2 separate regions of the Zea mays genome follow, and region 2 is linked to region 1. Evidence: chromatin contacts called from public Hi-C data. All regions are on one chromosome and are shown on one strand. The core of a region is the stretch at or near the end of the contact, and the rest is flanking DNA. Distances in the headings are between cores, read along the strand shown.

Region 1 (4,020 bases), core at 1,449-3,948:
CGGTCTTAATCCACCCTTTTGTTGCCGATGACGTTTCGTGCCGTAGTTGACATGTAAGTCTGTTCGGTCAGCTGTTAATCCAGGTTCTATCGTTCTCGGTCTGTCCGGTGCCTGCCTTACTGTTTTTTTCTTTTTCTTTTTTTAAACAGCCTGCCTTACTGTTATTATTGCTTCGAAATGGGACGATACGCCATATGCTTGGTGTACCCATTGATAGTTGGCTTGGGAATTGATGATCCATTCAGTTCTTGTGTCAGAAATCACAAGGCGACGATACTTTACATAAGATCTTATTGCTCTAACCGAAAGAAAGGCTTGCCGCCTCTCAGATGTCATTGTGAACTGATGGTAAGCTCGCAACGGCGAATTAGTCGTTGGTCATCAAATTAATTTCATTGTGGCCCCTGGGTCGCTTTTTTTCTTAGGATTCTTTTAAACAGGAAAGGGAGGAAGAGATACTCTGCTGAGCTAGCGAGACAAATCGGGCACGGAAACTAATTGGACACAATCTATTGGGCCTTCTTTTGCTCACACGCTCAGTTGAGACTAATGGGCCACGCATGCACACAATCTATTGGGCCGGCTAGGAGGAGGTAGGAGAAGAGAAATTTTAGTCTAAATCAACATAATTCCTTATTGATTTTTATGTATATACTGTTTTTTAAAATATTTGGTATTCAGTTAAATACCAGTGGGGTCCGCCCTTGCGAACAAGCGTCCCTGGTCATTCTCATCTAGAGATTTCAAGTAGAAATTCTCAGTCGAGTTTTAGCTTTCGATTTTCGTCCCCACAACAAAAACTTTCCACTGAATTCTCACAAATGTTTATGGAGACGTTTCTTCTCTATCCCTATAGGAAGAAATCCCCACCGAGAATCCCTGTCACCACTTAAATTATAATTAAGATTCAATTAATATAATATTAATGTAAAACATTGTCACTTATAAACATTGTTAAATATAAAAAAATCATTGTGTGTTCATTAAAATAAACATAGTTGTAATGAGTGACCTTTTGATATAATAATTATTTATTTTTATCATTAATTATTACATAAAAATATCACGTATCGTTATATGTAAGTTTATTATGTCCCCGCAGGAAACAGGAGAATGTTTTTTTTGTCTCCGTTTATCTGTTGGGGGAGATTTTTTTCTACGTTTACATCCATGTGTTTCTAAGAATTTTCCCGTGAGGAATCAGGGCCATTAACATCTCTAGTCTCATCATCTCATGGTGTGAGGTTTCAGCAATTGTCATCCACGGTTGCCCAGCCTGAGTCTTAATGTAACCCTATTGCAATTGACATGCAATTTAGAATTAGCTTGCCCTCAGTTCATCACTTTAGTTACCACTCACGCCCCATTTTCCAAGTACAGAGAAAGAAGAGCCTCTCATATCCCGTAATCGAATTCGAAGCCTTACAACGATCGACCGACCCAATGGCACAACAAGCATCGCGACACTCAGTCGAGCGCGTCGCAGCGGCGCCTGACGACGCCCTGGCGCCCCGTCTTGACGCCGACGGCGCCGAGCCTCTGCATCGCGGCGGCGAAGTCCTCGAAGAAGGCGGTGCGGTTGGCGGCGTAGCGCTGGGCGAAGACCCTGGTGGGCGGGTACTCCCAGATGGCGGCGTCGGAGGCGAGCAGGCCGAGGCCGTGGGGCAGGTTCTTGTAGTAGGTCTCGTCGAAGTCCCGGGGCGTGACGATGTCGTTGAAGATGGAGACGGTGGGGTCGGTGCGGTATCCCGCGCAGGAGCGCTGCAGCGCGCGCGCGAACTCCGGGTTGAGCCGCGGGTCGTGGCTGGCGCCCCGGTAGCCGTAGATGCGGGGCGCGAACTCGGCGCAGTGGGAGAAGCCGACGGTGTGGGCGCCGGCCAGCGCCACCATCTCCCGGGGCGAGAGGCCCTTGCGGGCGAAGAGGCGCACCATGGCTCGCGCCGACATGTTGGTGCGGGGCAGGTTGCCCTCGACGTCGCGCGCGTCGGAGCGGCGGGAGTCGCGGCGGCCCAGCGCGACGGGGAACCGGGGCCCGCCCAGGGCGGCCACGAGGTCGCGCGCCGCCAGCGCCAGCGCGTCGGCGCAGGAGACGACGCCCGGGCACTCGGCCTCCAGCGCCGCCTTGGCGCGGGCCACGGCGTCGAAGGCGTCCCCGGGCAGGGAGAGGTTGATCTCCGCGGCGCGCTCCGGCGCGGCGCCGGAGGAGGAGAGCGGCGAGACCAGCACCGAGGCGTCGCAGCCGTTGACGAAGCAGTCGTGGAAGAAGAGCCGCAGCGTGCCCGCCGCCGTGGACGGGTTGGCGCGCTGCTTGGCGGCGACGGCGTCCGACACGATCCGCTCCACGCGCGGGCAGCTGCGGCGGTAGTAGTTGGGCGACAGCCTGGGCGCCGCCCCCGCCGCGCAGCAGGCGGCCGCGGTGGCGAGCAGCGCGAGAGACAGCAGGAGTTGGCGGCGGCGCGGCGGTGGGCCCATGGGCGGAAGGTAGCTTGGTTTGGGAGTGAGAGAGAGTGAAGTCGACGGCGGCGGTGAAGTGATGGTGGCGGTGCCCCTGGCTGGCCTCGATTTGGGGTGGGGAGGGGAGAGGAAGGGAAAGGTGGTGGAGACTGGAGACTGGAGAGTGGATTAGGTGGGTTGTAGTGCTCGTATCGAGATCCTCCTCTGCCGGAGCGACGGACGGATGTTTTGCGTTTGTTTGCATTTGTTTTCCTTAGCTGCCCTGCGGTAGATTAGGTAGTAGTACAGTGTCGCTTGGCGCAATGGTCCCTAGCGCCAGGTTTAAGATGCGCTCATGGCATCAGTTGTGATTTGAGTTGAGCAAACCACAGTTCTGTCCTATCGCTCTCGCTCTACGCAGGTGTAGTAATTTCAGATGGAGTTATTCCCATTCCAGGAGAAACAAAGGGCACGGGACAGGGCGGCAGCAGCACTGAATTTTGCCTTGTACTAGTGCACAACCAAATTTCAGAGATAGATTCGGATATTAAATTTTTAGACTTTTTTCGATTACAAACAAATAACAAATATAATCTGCTATGTAAATTTATATTCTTATTTTTAACATTTAGTCTATTAATATTTATAAAAAGTAAACAACAAATTTATTATATATTTTTAAAATAATTGATATAGAATTTGGATAACTATCTGAATACGGACTCAGATTTTTTTTTCATTTTTTGTTGTAAGGAGAAAATAATGCACACAAAAAACTATATAAAATTTTATTCTTATACTTCATAATATTCTAAATAACGTGAAACAAATTAGTTTAAAATTCTTTGTATATACTATATTAAAATATTAAATGTGTCATATAAGTCGTCGGATGTTTCAGAAACATCCCCACCAAAATTTGTTGGGGTTTTTCAGATATATGTCATTATCAAAATCGAGGATTTTAAAAATGTCATTATAATTTGTGATACCCAGTGGTTGTCATTATTAATTCTAAAAATTTGGCTCATACCATTATCTACGCTCCACGCGTACAGGACTCACCTGAAAATACAAGAATATCCTCATTGGGGACCTACTCGTGCATGCCGTGGCGGTGAAAACTGTTCCTCACCCTCGCATGGAAGGAGATGGTCGGGGCGTGCATGCCCCACGCACTCGCACGCTTGGAGAGTGACAGCGGCGGGCCGTGCTATCACATGTCGGTGGTGGAGCGTAGATAATGGCATGGATCGAATTTGTAGAATTTGTCGGAGACCATAATTAGGGGTACTCTCAAGACTCCTAAATCTCAGCTGGTAACCCTCATCAGCACAAAGCTGCAAAGGTCTAATGGGTGCGACTAAGTCAAGGATCGGTCCATTCGAGGGACGCGATCACGCCTCGCCCGAGCCCAGCCTCGGGCAAGGGCAGCCGACCCCGGAGGATCTACGTCTCGCCCGAGGACCCCCTCCAGCAACGGACACACCTTTGACTCGCCCGAGGCCCAGTCTTCACCAAGAATCAACCTTGGCCAAATCGCCACGCCAACCGACCAAATCGCAGGGGCATTTAATGCAAAAGTGG
Region 2 (4,281 bases), core at 1,680-4,179, 280 kb before region 1:
TCGCTTTGATTTGTGTCTTGGAGTGAAGTCTATTGCTCTTGTATTGAATGCAATGTGTGGAATGCTTGGATGGTTGGAGTGGTGTGGTTGGGGGGTATTTATAGCCCTCAACCACCAAACAACCATTGGGGGTGGCTGTTGTCGATGGGCGCACCAGACAGTCCGGTGCGCCACTGGACACTGTCCGGTGCGCCAGCCACGTCACCCAACCGTTAGGGTTCGGGAGCTTCTGACCGTTGGAGGCTTTGACCTCCAGTGGCACCGGACAGGCACTATTCAATGTCCGGTGCGCCTCTGACGACTGCTCTGACTTCTGTGTGCACTGTTCGTGCACTGTAGCGTTGCAGGGTGTCCGTTGCAGTTGACCGTTGCGCTGGATAGCCATTACTCCGCTGGTGCACCGGACAGTCCGGTGGCACACCGGGTAGTCCGGTGAATTATAGCGGAGCACGCTAGCGAAAACCCGAGAGTGGCTAGTTTGGGATTATACGGTCCTGGTGCATCGGACACTGTCCGGTGGCACACCGGACAGTCCGGTGTGCTAGACCAGGGCACACTCGGTTTCTTGCTCCTTTGTATTTGAACCCTTTCTTCAATCTTTTATTGGTTTGTGTTGAACCTTTATGCACCTGTAGATCATATACTCTAGAGCAAACTAGTTAGTCCAATATTTGTGTTGGGCATTCAATCACCAAAATTAATACTAGGAAAAGGTTAACCCTATTTCCCTTTCAAATACCTATTGAGCCAAATTGCTTGGGGTCCATTTTCCTTACAGTGGCCTTCTTCGTTCGTCCCCTTCATGGTTGACACAAACCGAGTCAGTGTCGGTCCTAAGGGACTTAAAGGGGAGAATGGTAATGGTTGCGTCATTACCTCAAGAATTCGTGTGCAGCCCATAGAAGAGGTAGTAGTAGTACTCCCTTTCGCTTGCAATTGCGCATCGACAGATTTTTCGAAGGAGTCTTGGTTTTCTTCTTTTCGGGGCCCGAAGATGGCTCTTTGCCGCCCTCTGACTCATCATCCTTTGTAGCCACATCTGTAGTTTTTCTTCGAAGCTTTCCTGATACCTTTAGAAACCCTTTTCCTTTTCCACAGTTTTAGTGTTAATAGCTGGATCTTCATAGTCTGGGTACTCAAAACTAATGACATTCATGACTCTATTGAGCTAAAGCTTCCCCCGGCTTCCAAAGATAGATGACATATCTTCGTGCTCCCTAGTAAGATAATTTACACATATCTCATTACACTTTTCCTTTATCAACCTATGCCATCCAACCGAAGGAGCCTTGTATGAAGATTGTTCCATAAAACCAAAAGCTAGTGTAACAGGTTCTCCATCTTTTGACTTCACCTCCTTCCTTTGTAATATTGAGCCTTGTACGAAGAAGCTTTCATGCGACGAAGGCCAGGATCTGCGCTGCGGAGAAAGGAGAAAATACAATGTTGCCCTGATGTAATTTATAAATAATGTGTGTAAAGCCTTGAGGGGTATGATTGTAATTTTTGTATAAAAGTGATTTGTCTTTCCTATAAATAGATGAACATTGTCATGTATAAGGTACCTTTTTAAGGGCCAAAGCTTCGTGTTGCTTAGACTTCGAAGAACCTTCGTGTCACCTTGTGTTAAGGAGCCGAAGGTATGCTTGTAAACTCATTTGACATAAAGGAAGATTGAATAAAAATGCTAAAGCACATGAGATGAGTTTCACACAACGCTTTACATTGTCTTTTCATATTGTTTCATTCACATTTTCTTTTGAAGACCTTCATCCTTCGCACCAACACTTCGAAGAAGTGTTAAACCAAAGGACGAAGGTCACAATATTTAACTTGTGTTGCCTTGATCTTCGATACCTTCAGGGGATTGAAATCAAGTACCAACATTTACCGAGGTTCAACTTTGAAGAGCTTACGTCCCCGTTGTGGTGTCCCAAAGGACGAGAGTTGCACCCAACCCTTCTCAAGTGATATAAAGATCAAACTTGAGACCACAATTTTCTCTTATATCAGTTTCCGTACAGAGATCTCCATAGATCAGAGTATCTTGCTAGCCATACACAAGTTGATGGGAGCTTGATATCCAATGAATGCAAGAGGGAGAAAGAAAGCACACACAAGAGCACAATCACAACACCAAAATATCGAAGAATACAGGCACAAAACTGAACCAAAGCTCTCTCTCGCAAATACTGGCACTTGGATCACTTTAATGTGCATCACTGATGCTTGGAATGAAAGCCTATGATCTTGTGTGAATTGGTGTGTTAAGGGGGCTCGTTTTGGTGTATATTTATAGCCCCAAACTCTCAAATAGCCATTGGAAAGAGCATGCATAGATCTGTTTTCTATTAGCGCACTGGACTAGTCCTCGGGCCACGTCGCGGTAACTGTTGCGGTAGTGGAGACTAGGTACTGAGCAGTTAATTGTGGTATGGCTGCATCTCGGGCTATGCGCACTTCATCTGACCCCTGGGCCTTTTGTTCGATTCACCCAACCCCTGTTTGTTTCCATTTCGTCCGACCTTTGAGAGATTCAGTCTTACCCTAGGGTTCGGCCTTCGGACGAGACGGAGATTTTCTCGTAAGATCGACTGTGACTTTTTAGAATGTTCTTATTTCTTATGACCCGTGGGTCTAGGATTTTTAACACCGACACCCCACGGTTAATTCATGGCGTTCACCGCGCTTCTGCACGACCGACCTTCTACGACGGTTTGGCATATTCTATCTCGAGTCGGATAACGACTATATGCAAACGTGTGATATCTTTTCTATCTTAAAATTGACTTTATAAATAATATTGTTTATAGAATAAAATAATAAAATCAATATTTTAAATAATTATATGTATTATCTGCGGATCACAATTCCTAATATACCCGCTCCCATATGTCACGACTCACGACCCTCGCGCCTTCGCGAGTCTCTCTCTTTCTCTCGAGTCTCGACACACCACAGCGGAAGCGGCTCGACTCGCTGAGTGACAAGACGCGACGCGACGCCAAGCCAAGACCAAATTACCAAACCCTACCCCTTCGCCGCGACCGCGATCCCCCACATCGTTGGCGATGAGCTCCTCCTCCAACAGCGGGAAGAAGCCGGCGCCCGCCGGCGGCCGCGGGGGGCCCACCATCCGCACGCTCGCCGACATAAACCGTGGCCCTGCCGGTTTCCCAGGTGCCGGAGGCGGCAGCAGCGATGACGACGAGCCCCAGGAGTACTACACCGGCGGCGAGAAGAGGTATATCTCAGCCTCTCTCGGGGGCCTGTGTTTCCTGATTGACTTTGCTGGGATTTTCCTGCGATCGTGCGTACGGGCATCGTAACCGCTGCCTCCTAGTTTTGTGGTCTAGTTAGGTCGTCTGGTTAGAGTGATAAGCGGCTTCAGCCTTCAGGATGAAGTCTCTGATCCTCTGAACTTTACGGTCTTTCGTGTGTTACTTTTGCGCGGATTTGACTTTGTTTTCCATGTGAGCTGTGCTATATAGGGCAACCGTGACTTCTGTAGATGTGGTATGAGCGATAGCAGTACCGTCTCATGCTCCCAAGTTGCAACTTATAAAAAATTTGTCTGTTTTTTATTCTTCAGAAGAACTATGCACTGTTAGCCTACCCTTGGCGTGCTTTGGGAAGTGAGCCTGCTTATAGATTTTGGACCACAGGATATTTCTTTCTCCGCACACGTATCATGTGAAATTGCGAGTGATCTGAACTAGAGCTGTTTCTGCATTGAACTGACAATGCTAAATTAATACAACTGCTACAGAATAAAAACAATTGAGTTCAAACTTGGGGCACATATGCTGACTGAAATTGAACGGAGAATTGTCCAAGCCCTTTGGTGCATTAAATTGTACATACACCTCAAATCATGACGATGCAAATTTGGTCACATGAAGACGTGCCATTCAAATATTATTATCTTTAACCCATAATGTTCTTATCCTTATTGCTCTTAAATTGCATTGTGCTTTGTGTGAGGAGTAATAAGCATCTGATGCAGTTAGTATAGTTAGTAGCATGATTAAATCACGCAACAGAGGAAATATGTATTTATGGGACATATTGCTTGTTATTTAAATTTTGGTGTAGCTTGCGCACAAATACAATTATATGGAAGAAAAGCACGTCATTCCTCTGGCATTGCTAGAATGGCTTTGGGTATATCAGATGCCAGTTCGAGTGTGTGCTTTTAGGCCTTGCTCGAGAGTGTTTCCTCTTGTGCCTTGGTTATCCGAACTAGAAATGCCAGGACAATTGGGGAAGGGTCCCTCGGGC

What was found. Hi-C and Micro-C count contacts between places; a contact is called where the count stands out from the background.
Region 2: a contact with region 1 is called in a Hi-C map of leaf, with 9 times the contacts expected there. The contact joins the promoter of LOC100283360 here to the promoter of LOC100285655 in region 1. A contact is called at or near these places in 3 of 25 Hi-C or Micro-C datasets (ear, leaf and tassel).

What each region holds. Positions count from the first base shown.
Region 1 is chr2:42,343,510-42,347,529 of Zm-B73-REFERENCE-NAM-5.0, reverse strand. LOC100285655 reads right to left here and starts at 2,698. Exons shown (of 1, transcript NM_001291638.2): 1 at 1,168-2,698. The coding sequence starts at 2,472. The coding sequence ends at 1,468. It overlaps LOC100381656 (Sterile alpha motif (SAM) domain-containing protein), which reads left to right. Exons shown (of 6, transcript NM_001174471.1): 6 at 1-101.
Region 2 is chr2:42,624,972-42,629,252 of Zm-B73-REFERENCE-NAM-5.0, reverse strand. It overlaps LOC100283360 (UBA and UBX domain-containing protein), which reads left to right and starts at 2,929. Exons shown (of 4, transcript NM_001156261.2): 1 at 2,929-3,244. The coding sequence starts at 3,072.